Regions from separate parts of the Mus musculus genome. Here regions 1 and 2 are each linked to region 3. A link is a contact called in public promoter capture Hi-C data. All regions are on one chromosome and are shown on one strand. The core of a region is the stretch at or near the end of the contact, and the rest is flanking DNA. Distances in the headings are between cores, read along the strand shown. Region 1 overlaps Myo16 (myosin XVI). Region 2 overlaps Myo16 (myosin XVI). Region 3 holds the start of Col4a2 (collagen, type IV, alpha 2).

What was found. Promoter capture Hi-C pulls out the DNA fragments that hold promoters and counts their contacts.
Region 1: a contact with region 3 is called in a promoter capture Hi-C map of stem cell-derived epiblast-like cells, with 2.1 times the contacts expected there. The contact joins the enhancer-like site here to the promoter of Col4a2 in region 3. A contact is called at or near these places in 2 of 39 promoter capture datasets (cranial neural crest and stem cell-derived epiblast-like cells) and 2 of 115 datasets of contacts at active chromatin or transcription factors (bone marrow-derived macrophages and pancreatic cancer cells).
Region 2: a promoter capture Hi-C map of hippocampal neurons shows a contact between it and region 3, with 4 times the contacts expected there. The contact joins the enhancer-like site here to the promoter of Col4a2 in region 3. A contact is called at or near these places in 9 of 39 promoter capture datasets (the 3T3-L1 cell line, the C10 cell line, cranial neural crest and 5 more), 1 of 115 datasets of contacts at active chromatin or transcription factors (embryonic forebrain) and 1 of 9 other capture datasets (embryonic stem cells).

Annotation. Positions count from the first base shown.
Region 1 is chr8:10,628,130-10,631,618 of GRCm38.p6, forward strand. All of the region lies in intron 34 of Myo16 (myosin XVI), which reads left to right. Among named protein-coding and RNA genes, the nearest start is that of Gm32330, 43 kb to the right of the region's middle. Within about 2 kb of position 1,687, at least 48 of the 459 cell types and tissues checked have an H3K27ac peak or open chromatin away from gene starts, as enhancers often do. A contact at or near this core is called in pancreatic cancer cells and stem cell-derived epiblast-like cells, where this site is marked.
Region 2 is chr8:10,449,240-10,452,729 of GRCm38.p6, forward strand. All of the region lies in intron 20 of Myo16 (myosin XVI), which reads left to right. Among named protein-coding and RNA genes, the nearest start is that of Gm51561, 21 kb to the left of the region's middle. Within about 2 kb of position 1,477, at least 11 of the 459 cell types and tissues checked have an H3K27ac peak or open chromatin away from gene starts, as enhancers often do. A contact at or near this core is called in hippocampal neurons, where this site is marked.
Region 3 is chr8:11,309,990-11,314,056 of GRCm38.p6, forward strand. It overlaps Col4a2 (collagen, type IV, alpha 2), which reads left to right and starts at 2,816. Exons shown (of 48, transcript NM_009932.4): 1 at 2,816-3,125; 2 at 3,430-3,518; 3 at 3,641-3,695. The coding sequence starts at 3,475. It overlaps Col4a1 (collagen, type IV, alpha 1), which reads right to left and starts at 2,837. Exons shown (of 52, transcript NM_009931.2): 1 at 2,527-2,837. The coding sequence starts at 2,610.

The DNA.
Region 1 (3,489 bases), core at 437-2,936, 680 kb before region 3:
AGAGGAAGATGAAGTAGGGTGACCTCTGTCTTATAGATGGGTGAATTCCACCTGGTGTGAAGCCAGCAGACCCTGAGCTGAGATGTGGCAGGGCCCGTGGCCTCCTGTGACTTCTTCTTTCCCTAAAATGAAATAAATGTTTCCCTTTCAGAAGCAAAATGATCATTTTGTTACCAGAATAAGTTTTACCTCTTAATGATAACATTTGGTTTACTTGGAAATAGCAAACGACAATCAAATAATTGATGTGTTATTGTTACCAATACATCATAAGATCACAAAAGAGGACAGACACTGGTGCAGGTGTTTCTATGACACCATGTGGTATTTGAAATGCTTCTTGTTTACACTGTACTGGACCACACCAGAGTAACATAATGGTACTGGCTTGTTATTCAGAGATACCAAAGCCCCTTTTATCACCTCTGAGACCATCTTACTTGAGTTTTGCAATCTAATAAATTTAATAGATCTAAATGAAGCAAATTAAATGTTATTAGCCCCATAGTGTTTTCCTTTTGGGACAAGCCTCTGAAAATCGTGATCTTAAAACCTCTCTGCGTCAGATATAGAATGTCTAACTTCCATTTAGACATACCTGTGCACGTGCTTATTTTTTTAATGAAGAACAATAATGCTGGTATTCTGGCGTCCCTTTTGTGCAAGTCCGGCACTTCTCCTTTTACGCCTAATAAATTTCCCTTAATCAGGGCTAATCTCTAAAATAGAATCTGAGGAATGTGCTGTGGTATTCTCCAAAGAAAGGGTTTATTCTGAGCTCAGGCTGATTATCGAAACCATCAGTCAGAGTTTCACTTATTGGGGAACCACGGAAAGCTCTTTGCTGGTTGATTCCATTCCTCTGGACGCCCTTCAGTATTGCAAGCCTTCGACACCCTCATTAAGAGGGCTTGCTAATGGTTTGTGTGCATAAGCTTCACATTTTATAATGTACTTGGGAATTTGACTATTTCTAGTAAATACAGCAAAGCTCTCAAAAGAGAGAAAAGGTTTTTTTTGTTTTTTTTTTTTTGTTGTTGTTGTTATTGTTTTTTTTTGTTTGTTTTTTTGTTTGTTTGTTTTTTGATCGGGGAGTAGTGGTTTTTTTAGTTTTGGTTTTCCAGAAAGAAAAGCAAGGTGGGGAGATCAGTCAGCAAAGCATTTACTATGAAAACAACATGAGCTGAGTTCAAGTGCCAGAACCTACCCAAAACAAAACAAAAACCCACCAACAAACAAAAAAATCTTGTACAGACAGCACCTGCTTGTAAACCCTGGTTCTGGAAAGATAGACACACTTGTATCCATGCAGCTGCCTAGCCTTCTTGGGGAAGTCCAGATCAGTGAGATACTCTGCCTTGAAAAACAAACAAGATGGTATCTGAGAAACAATGCCCAAGGTTCACACACACGCACACAGGCACACACACACAGAGGAATGCACAGGAGAAGACACCATGACTCGAGAGATTTGAGATGTTTTCTGTCAAATTCCCTGCCAAGTCTCACTGAGATCAGCAGCTTCCTAGAGACAGGCACCTCTGTGCTCAGGTCAGTGTGATGCTGACTTCAAAGCTGTGCCTTTTGGAGTTTAAATGGAGGGCCACATCTGGCATCTTTTTAGTTGTCCTAGACAATGCTGCAGAGTCCATGCTGCAGTGGAAATGTAGAGGGGTGTTTGTGTCTGTTGCAGAGAGAAGGAGGGCACAGCCAGTGGGGAGCCCAGTGCCATCTGCAGAGTGGAGGCTGGAGTTCCTTTGTCTGGGTTTCGAATTTACTCTTTGTTAGGAACAGGTCTCTGTTACAGGCTTGTCTCACCTGGCTTTCTTCAGTTAAACTGAGTGTTTGCTATGCACTTTCTCTTGTTTTAATTCCTAGCTTAAACATTGTTTCTGTTCCTTTAGTGGTTTGGCTAGCGGGTGGGACACGCATGCTTGACTCATTACATTCTAGCATATTTTATTACTTCTATCACTTTCCTGATATTTCTAGAGCTCAGGCTTTAACCTTTCCTTAATCCCTCCAGCTTGTGCAGTTACAGTTGGCAGCCTTGTGTGTTTTGTGTGAGACTTACCGTCTAGGGGACGTTCCAAGCATCTAATTGATGTTTACCTGCAGGCTTGCTAATTACAGAGTTCCTAAACCTTAAATTTTACTTTTTTTTCCCCATCTGAGATCACTCTCTCCCTATATAAAGGGAAACCTTCCTTTTGAGTCTCTGTCTATGCACGATATCTGAGGACACTTTTTGTTTGTGCACCGTCTTTACTTCACTCTGTGTTTTGAAGGCTAGCTCTGTCAGACAGAGAGCTGGATTGGCTCTCAGTAATTCCATTCATGTTTCTTTGCTCTCCCAGCCTCCAGTATTCCTATTAAGAAGTAAGTGTCTGCTCCTATCATAGGCCCTTTGGATATCAGCACATCCTTTTTTTTTTTTTCAATATTTTTTAATTAGGTATTTTCTTCATTTACATTTCAAATGCTATCCCAAAAGTCCCCCCATTAAACCCACACACACACTCCCCTACCCACCCACTCCCACTTCTTGGCCCTGGTGTTCCCCTGTACTGAGGCATATAAAGTTTGCAAGACCAAGGGGCCTCTCTTCCCAATGACATTCTTCCTTTAGTTTTGTATTCATTCTTTGAAAATTTCATACATGGATACACTGTATCTTGATCATATCCAACCCTCATTCTTGTCTTCTAGGTCCTCTGAGGATCCAGAATCTCTATCATACCTCCCTCTAACTGCATGTCCTTCTAAATGTTTGATTTGGTTTGGTTGTTTGGATGTTTGGTTGGTTGGTTAGTTGGTTGGTTGGTTTGAGCCATTTAGTCCAGTTAGTGCTGCTGAGATGCAGGGAGGAGCTGGGATCATACACTTGGGCTAGTGCAGAAACTACCAGTGTCCACACTCTTGAAGAAAAGCACCTCTGCCTACCCCATGCTGTATCCTGAATGTGGGAAAATTCAGAACACAGGAGACTGGCCTCAGTGGGATCTCACATTAGCAGAGGAGAGCAGAGGGATTTTAAAATGTACCCATGAAGAGTCACATGGATGTCACACACTTACCAGACCCTGACTGTAGCTTAAATAAGTGCCTGGACAGAAGAAGTTGGGTGATAAGCTGAACAAAGCCATAGCTAAGAACACAGACTCTGAAGCCACCTTCTCTGTGTGCTGTTGGGCAAACAAACTTTTCTGTGCCTCGGCTGCCTCATCCACAAAATAATAGCACCGACTTTGTAGAACTCATAGGAGAAGCCTGGTTCACAGAAAGTTGCCTGCACTTGCTAGCCCTCCACAGCATCTACTAGCTGGAAAATTCTATGTACTCCCCAGAGCCCTGTTTTCTTGGTTCATTTCATAGTGGATAGAAGCAGTCTGAAGAATTTTCTCATGTGCAGATCATCCTGGAAACTAGTAAAGCACTAAGGAGCCATCCCGCTTTGGAGACCCTTTCTACGGATGCCTTGAGATTGAG
Region 2 (3,490 bases), core at 227-2,726, 860 kb before region 3:
TCCGGGCTCTTTCACACAGTCAGCAATGCCCGCTGCTTTCTCCTCAGCTCACTGAGTGTCCCTCGCTCCCTGGTTTTCTTTTTCTGGACGTTTCGCTCCACTCGATGTCACCACCATGAACTCGGTTCTGCTCTGTCTCAGTGACTGAGATGCTGAACAGGGAACTTTCCAGGGTGATCTTCTCTGCAGAAATCCTAAATCCCACCTAGGCTTTTCTTATCAGTTCTGATGAGGGGGTTTGCTGGAATAGCTTAGGGTTATCTAACAGTCAGAGAGTGCTTGCTCCCTCTGTGCCCCCTGCTTCTCTCGATGCTTTATTGCACTGACCAGCACTTCCAAATAGTTGGGCGTGTCTGATGGTACATCTTTCTTGTCTTGTTTCCAAAATGATGGCAGTATGGCTGAGACTTGCCCTTATGCAACGTGTTTACGTAACGTTCCCACAGTTATCTGTCCTGAGGAGCTCTTATGTTTCATGTAAGCTTATTAAAGTCTAGTGGGATTATGACAACCATCTCATTCCTTGCTTCAGTGTGTCTATTTTTAATTAATATTTAACTTTTAATATGAGACTTTGTTTTTTGTTTGTTTTGTTTTCCTTTTAAGACAGGATCCCATAGCCCTAGCTGGCCTGGACCTCAATAAGTGATTCAGACTGGCCTCATATTTACAGGGATCCACCTGCCTCTGCCTCTAATGCTAGGGTTAAGGCATGCACAACCACACATGCAAAGACATAGGCGTTCTATATTTATGTCAATTCCAACTCTTCTCACACAACTCCTGCTGTTTTCCCTGCTTTCTCTCTCAAATTCATGACTTCTCCTTTAATTACTATTGTTACACACACACACACACACACACAGGCATGCACAAATGCACACATATAACTCACTAAGTCCATTTTTTCTTTACAATATTTTAGTTGCTTTAAATGTTTTAGTGTTCAATATGTGTTTGACTCTTTGTGTGTATGTGAACCACACATATGTATGTTTACCATATGTATATAAATGTATATTACATGTATGTATGTGTATGTACCACATGTATGTATGTGCACCATGTGTATGTATGTTCATCACATGTGTGTATGTGTGCCACATGTATGTGTGTGTGCCACATGAGTGCCTGATGGCCACCGACTGCAAAGGAGCCATCAGATCCCATGGAGCTGTAGTGACAAATGGTTGTGAGCCCATGCAGGTGCTGTGATCCAAAGCCAGCCCTCTACAATAGCAGACAGTGCTCTCAACCTCTCAGCTCTCTGTTTGGCTGTTTTATTTCTTTCCTTGACTCATTCTCTCAGCAAGGGCTCCATCCCTGCTGTTTGGTTTAGCTGGTTTTTGTTTTCATGGGTGAAATGGGATTCTAGTTCTTGCTTTTGGTAGATCTCTTGGCTGTTAGATTCATACTAATGAGTATGAGCGGCAGTCTGTGTTTTAGTCCTCTCTCCAGTGTTCCTAATGCCGTCCAACAGTTAGGGAACAGATTGAATGTGACTGCGTAGTTTTATTTATTTTTTGAGTCATGTATGATTCCCACAAGCCTACCCATTTCAAGGCCTTACACTTACTCTGTGTCATCGGTTACAGGTGTGCCTTTATGGTCTTTAGTAAGTTCGTAACTGAGGTGGAAATTTGCACTTCACATAGTTTGTGTCTTGGTCTAGCTCAAAATTAGCCTGTAAGAATTGTTTCTAAAAAAGCATTTTTTTTTGTTGTTGTTGTTTGATTGTCAAGTCTCACGTTCTTTTTGCTGTTTTTTAGTTTACTGTGTTCTTATTTTTGCTCATTTTGAGAATTTTTCTTTTGTTCCCTGAGCTTACAAACTGAATGTTTGTTTGGCGTTTTTAAATGATTTTCTTTTCTCTGGGCCTATAAACTACCCTCTAAGTACCTCCGGGTTCATTCCATAAGTTTTCTATGTGTTTTAGTTCTAAATATTTTGTCTTTCTGCCATTTAAGAGATGTAATAACAAGCAGTTTGTCAGAGAAGTGAATCTGACACACCATGTTTCTCTTCATTCAAATTGAGAATTTTCTTTTCATTAAATAAAGAGATTTCTCTGATTCTTATGAATACAGTACAAGTGACTTCTATTTCTGGGTAGACTTGTTTAAATCATTCTGCTGATTACCATGACAACCCAAACTCTGTAATCTAGCAAATATCTGAAGCAAAACCTGTTCTCTAAACAAGCCTCTGGCTCCAGCCACTCCTCTCCCACCGACACGTACGGTGATTTCTTGAAGAGCTGGCCATCTTCCTCTGTAGTTGCATTTCATGGTCCTGTGTGGGCATTTTTAGTTCCAAATAGGATGAGCAGGAGGAGTGCAAAGGTTTTTCCTCTGGTACCAAATTCCCCTGGTACATTCTAAAACCCAAATGAGATTTGTCAGAACCACATGGAAAATAGTGGTAAAAATGCAATGTCCTATAAAAATCGCCAAACACCTTGGACAAAGTCATAGCTGAATTTAAATATTAGTCATAACACTTGTGAATCGTCTTCAAGAATGATGTGACCGGTATAAGTAATGGAGGCCTGTCTGCTTTGGTCCTGACTCAGTGTTTTCAGGAGATTCAACTGATCTGTAGAGATGTGACTGTTGTAACATCAAGTGTCATGAGCTTTCTTGTCAATGACGGCATCTAGTCTTTGAAAATACCGTCTAAAACCAGATTGTTTAAATAAAACCTCTGAGTGACTAGATGATTTTTATGGCAGATAAACATTCTCCATCCTTCTTCCTGGCTCTTCTTGAATGGGGAAGTCAGCACACATCTTTTTTTAAGGACAGAACTCTGGAAGCTCCTCTCATCTTTGTTCAACCACCTCCCAGCGCCTGTGACCTGCCCTGCTCAGAGAAGTTAATGGAATCTGTTCCTTAACTCCCCATGCCTGTCAGTGGGGCATAATGGAAATTATGTCAGAATAAACAATACCCCAGAGGGATAAAAACGGGGAATACAGTCGGCACCCTGGCCCTTAGAGATCCTGTCTCTGAACAAAAAGCCATGTTATGCTCTGTGCTGAGCCCCAGTGTCGGGAGGTCCACACAGGCTATGTCAGTAACTAGTTAAGTGCTTTTGCTTCATAAATGTTTCTTGACTGAGGAGACTGTATCCAGTAAGGGAAACCTGCTAGAGCGGGTTGGAATCACAGTAGGAGGTTTTCCCACTTCCCTGGAGACACACCAATCTAAGCCTGGCTTCTTCGGGTATGCAGCTGGATCCATGGTGAGGGGGCACTGGCTGTGGTTATCATATATTAAACATGATGTTAAGTTATGTTAGGAACTAGACTGTCATTCTGTACACTGGCATGGGGCATTGGATCAGTATTATTCTTTTCTGTTTTTACATAAATGTAGACATAGGCTTTTGTAAATGGTGGGATTTCACAGCAACAAAGAGAAGGATTTGGGATGTGACCCCTGATAGATCTTGTTCCAAACCATGCATTTTTCTGATGTGCTTCTTCTAA
Region 3 (4,067 bases), core at 1,566-4,065:
GGAGCCCAGTCTAGCACACACACGGCTAGTGCGCAGATCTCTGGCTGATTTCAGAAGCCCTTACCCTTTCCCAGTCCTGTTCCTTGTAAAAAGAAAGAGGCCTGGGGACCCTCCTCACTAGCACCCCACTCCCAATATGCCTTGTTGGGGTGACATAGGAAGTCAGCCTTCTCATCTAGATGCAAACTCAAGGAGAGCCACCCAGACAGGCCTGGGAAGAAAGTCTTCCCTCTTCGTATGAGCTCTCTGGTCACTCACTCCCTGGAGACATGACTAATGTTCAGGAGACAGCAAGATTGCTGGGCAGGCATGGCCACACTTAGGGGAAAGTTCACATCTCAGACCCTGAAAAGCCATTTGATAAGCACCAATAGAGAGTGCCTGCCCAGTGTGTGCACGATCCTGGGCCCATCCCCAAGCAGAACTGATGATCTTCCCATCTAAATTAACAATTAGCTTAGAGGATATTTGACTTGGAAAACTCAATGGAGGCTACTTCATTGCTGTGGTACCTCTAACAGCTAGTTTTAAAAGGAGCTGGGCAAAATGTTATTGATACCATGAAAAGGACACAGATTTCTAAATGAGGGGGGATGTTGTTTTTAAACAGGTCTTCTTGCATACCTAAGGTCATATGCACATTTAGCAGGCTTGCTAATGGGGTGAATGTCTTACCAAGGTAACATCTTAGGGTACCCACGGGCCAAATCACTTAAGATAAGGCAGCTGGAGGAACAGAACAGAGCGAGCATCCAGAAATGTACTTGGTCTTACAGGACAATTAGTAGGAAATACATCAATGTCAAGCCTCAACCCTGGCTGGTTTGACTTTCCAAGTAAGATCAGGAGTTCATGTGGCTGACTCAACGGTTTAAAGTCCTGAGGGTCTGGACGTGAGATCTCACAGTTAGCTTTGCTAACACGATCGTTCAGAAAAACCTAAGTCCAAACAGTGGCTCATGCTTTTCCATCACAGTGATCCCCTTAGAAGGCCTAGGTCTTTTGGTAAATATTTTCCACCCTGGGGAATGAACCCAGGGCTATGTTCATGCTGGGTAAGCACTTTGCCCGTCAGCCTCTTTTTACTTTATTATTATTATTATTATTATTATTATTATTATTATTATTATTATTATAGCGAGAGTCTCCCTATGTTGCCTGGGCTAGCCTTGAACTCATTCTGTTGCCCAGGCTAGCCTTGAACTTGAGATCCCCCTGCTTCGGGTGTCCAAGAAGCAAGAACTACAAGACCTGCACCGCCAGCAGGTCCAGCCTATCAAGCCTGCTCTTTTGAGAAACTACCCTCAGCAAGAGAATGGGTAGTTAAAAGGCTACCTGCGGTGAAGGTGAAGACTGGAGAGGAGGGAACTCTCTGAAGTTGGTTGCTGATGTAATTAATCATCCTTCTTCAGAAAGGGAGGCAAAACCCAATTAAGAAAACCCCTAGTAACGTTACCAGTTTATTCTAGTATGTAACAGTTAATAATTTATAGCATAGTTGATCAGTATCGCTCCTGCAGGAAAGAGGTGAAATTCTTAAAAGGAAAGGAAAATGCACAATTAAGCAACGGTTTCTTTTAAAACTTGGAAGCTTCGGTGAGAAGCAAACGTCGTTTTTTAGGCATTTGAGGGGAAGGCAAACTGTGGAGAGGCCACACCTTGTGGCCTTTGGGCCTGCATGGCTGTCACAGCAGCAGCAGCAGCTGAAGTGTATTCTCTAGGGGCGAAGGCAGAAAGTCTGGCCGGGTTCCTCCAGAGCTGGAAGTCTGGCTCTTGCAAACATCTCCCAGCGCCCTCCTGGCCAAGCACAGCACCAGAGGAAACAAAAACTTAAAAAAAACAATTTGCGCAGGGAACAATGCGACGGAGTTTCGCTTTGGTTTCACACTCAAGTCTAAATGTGGTTATAATTTTCAGGCACGCACTCATAAAAGGCAAGAGTCGAGGCAGAGACTTTTAGGATGCGGAGAAGAGCCCCGCGTCTGTTCTCAAGCGTGCCGTAGGCTACACAAAAGTCGTGGGAAAGCAAAAATACAGATGTTTCCAGGCAAACGGCCCAAAGCTGTTCAGCCTCAACCATCACGGTCTCCAAACAACCAGAAACACACCCAAAGCGGTTCCCCCTGCACATGAGTGTAGGACTCTGAGTGGCGTGGGGTGTGCCTGGCCACCCTTCCAGCCCCGACCCACTCGCGCGCCCCGCCGCTGAGAGCCTTGGCGATGAGGGTTCAAATCTCACTGGCTCCTCGGTACCCTCACCCCGCCGTGGTACACGCTAAGCTTCAGTCCCTTCCTAACTCTCCCGCACCCAGTGTATAACAAAGGAGGTTCCGTAATGGATGTGCGATCGCTGCCCACAGGGACTAGGAGAGGGAGACCCGGGGGAAGAATGCACCTGGCCGTGCCACCCGCGGTACCCTCGAGGGCCAGGCGGCTTGACTGCGCCAGGCGCTGGACAAAGAGGCCTCGCGGGGCGTCAGGGGTGCAGGGAGGGAGGCTGGGGAGCGCAGCCCGCAGGGAACTCACCTTCGCAGCTGCTCGGCTGCGCTCCTCGTGGAGCAGAAGGGCGGCGAAGAGCAGCAGAAGCCAGACGCTGAGCCGGGGCCCCATGGTGGCGCGCCCGGGGCGGCAGGGGACCAGCAGAGACGGCGGGGAAATGCAGCCCAGTTCCCGTGGGCCACGGCGAGGTGCTCAGTCTCGGAGGGCCCGGGCGTGAGCCCTGCTCACCGTCCCGGGTGCGGTGACTCTGCGCAGAGACCTGAGCGCGCCGCCCGAGGAGCTCCCCAATTTGTTGGCGCTGCCCCCTCCCCTCGGCAGTGCGCGGGCGGCGTCTCCAAGGGGAGGACCCTGCGGCGCGGGTAAGAGGCGGAGGCTGCGCGCCGCTCGGGACTTGGTGTCGCAGGGAGTCCGAACGCCGGGGCTCTGCGCTCCGCACCCAGCTCCTCCCGCGCCCCGATTCCACGAGCCCCTTGGCTCGCCAATCCCGGGCAAGCACCAGCAAGGCACGCCGGGGCCGAGAGTCCGGCGCCCACGGAGCAGAGCCAGGCCGGCCTGGCCGCCGGTGTGCCACGGGCCAACGCTTCTTCAGGGGCCCATGCGCGCGGGCAGCAGCTCCTGACCCTGAGGTGAGAGCGACCCCCGGGAGGCACAGAGAGCCAGGCCCCAAGTCGCGGACCTGTAGCGCCGGAGTAGGCTGAGGCTGCGCGCTCCGTTGGATCGGAGCTGGGGGAATAGGGATCGCGCTGCATGGGCTGAGGAGCTCCAGGCAGGGCCTACGGAGAAGAATCTCCCTTTTTCTGTCTCCTGATGGGACAGAACTTTGGTCACCCCGCAAGGAAACGAGGGACATTATGCGGAGTCAGGGTGCTAAGATGACGATGCTCTCTCTGCCTGCCACCTTTGCTAACCCGCTTTGTCTCTTGCCTCCAGGTTAGGAAGGGATCGAGCCGAGTCTAGAGCTCAAAGACTGGGATCATGGACCGAGTGCGGTTCAAAGCGTCTGGCCCTCCCCTGCGAGGGTAAGTCGCCTTCTGCCTGGTCTCCTAGGTGAAGGGGACCTTGCATGCATATTTCAGGAGTTGACAAGTTGGGGCCCGCATGTTTTGGTCGCTTTCTTACCCTCCCTCCCTCTCCTGTGCAGGTGGCTGCTGCTAGCAACTGTGACAGTGGGACTCCTGGCTCAGAGCGTCTTGGGGGTAAGTACCGCTTGAACTCCACGGCGCTTGGAGTTCCGCGCCCGTGACGGGTTGGGACGCTCGCGGAGCCTCGTGGAAGACAGGCTCGTCGAGCCCACCTGAGTGTGCGTGTGCATTGTAGGTGTGTGCTACTGTGTCTGCCAGCCGCTCGTCCCGTGCAGTGCAGGAGTCGGCCCTCTCTAGGGAGCTAATAATTAAAACGTAGCCTCAGGCACCTTTTGCTGCCAAGCTTTGGCCTTAGCAGCAAGGGAAGAATGTCTATCACTAGGCCACGAGGCGCACGGACAGAGGGGGCTGGGAGCAAAGAGTTTCCAGAAACTCAGAGGTGGTGTCCAGGCACTGTGGTGGGCAGAGAGCATCTTGCTTAAATAT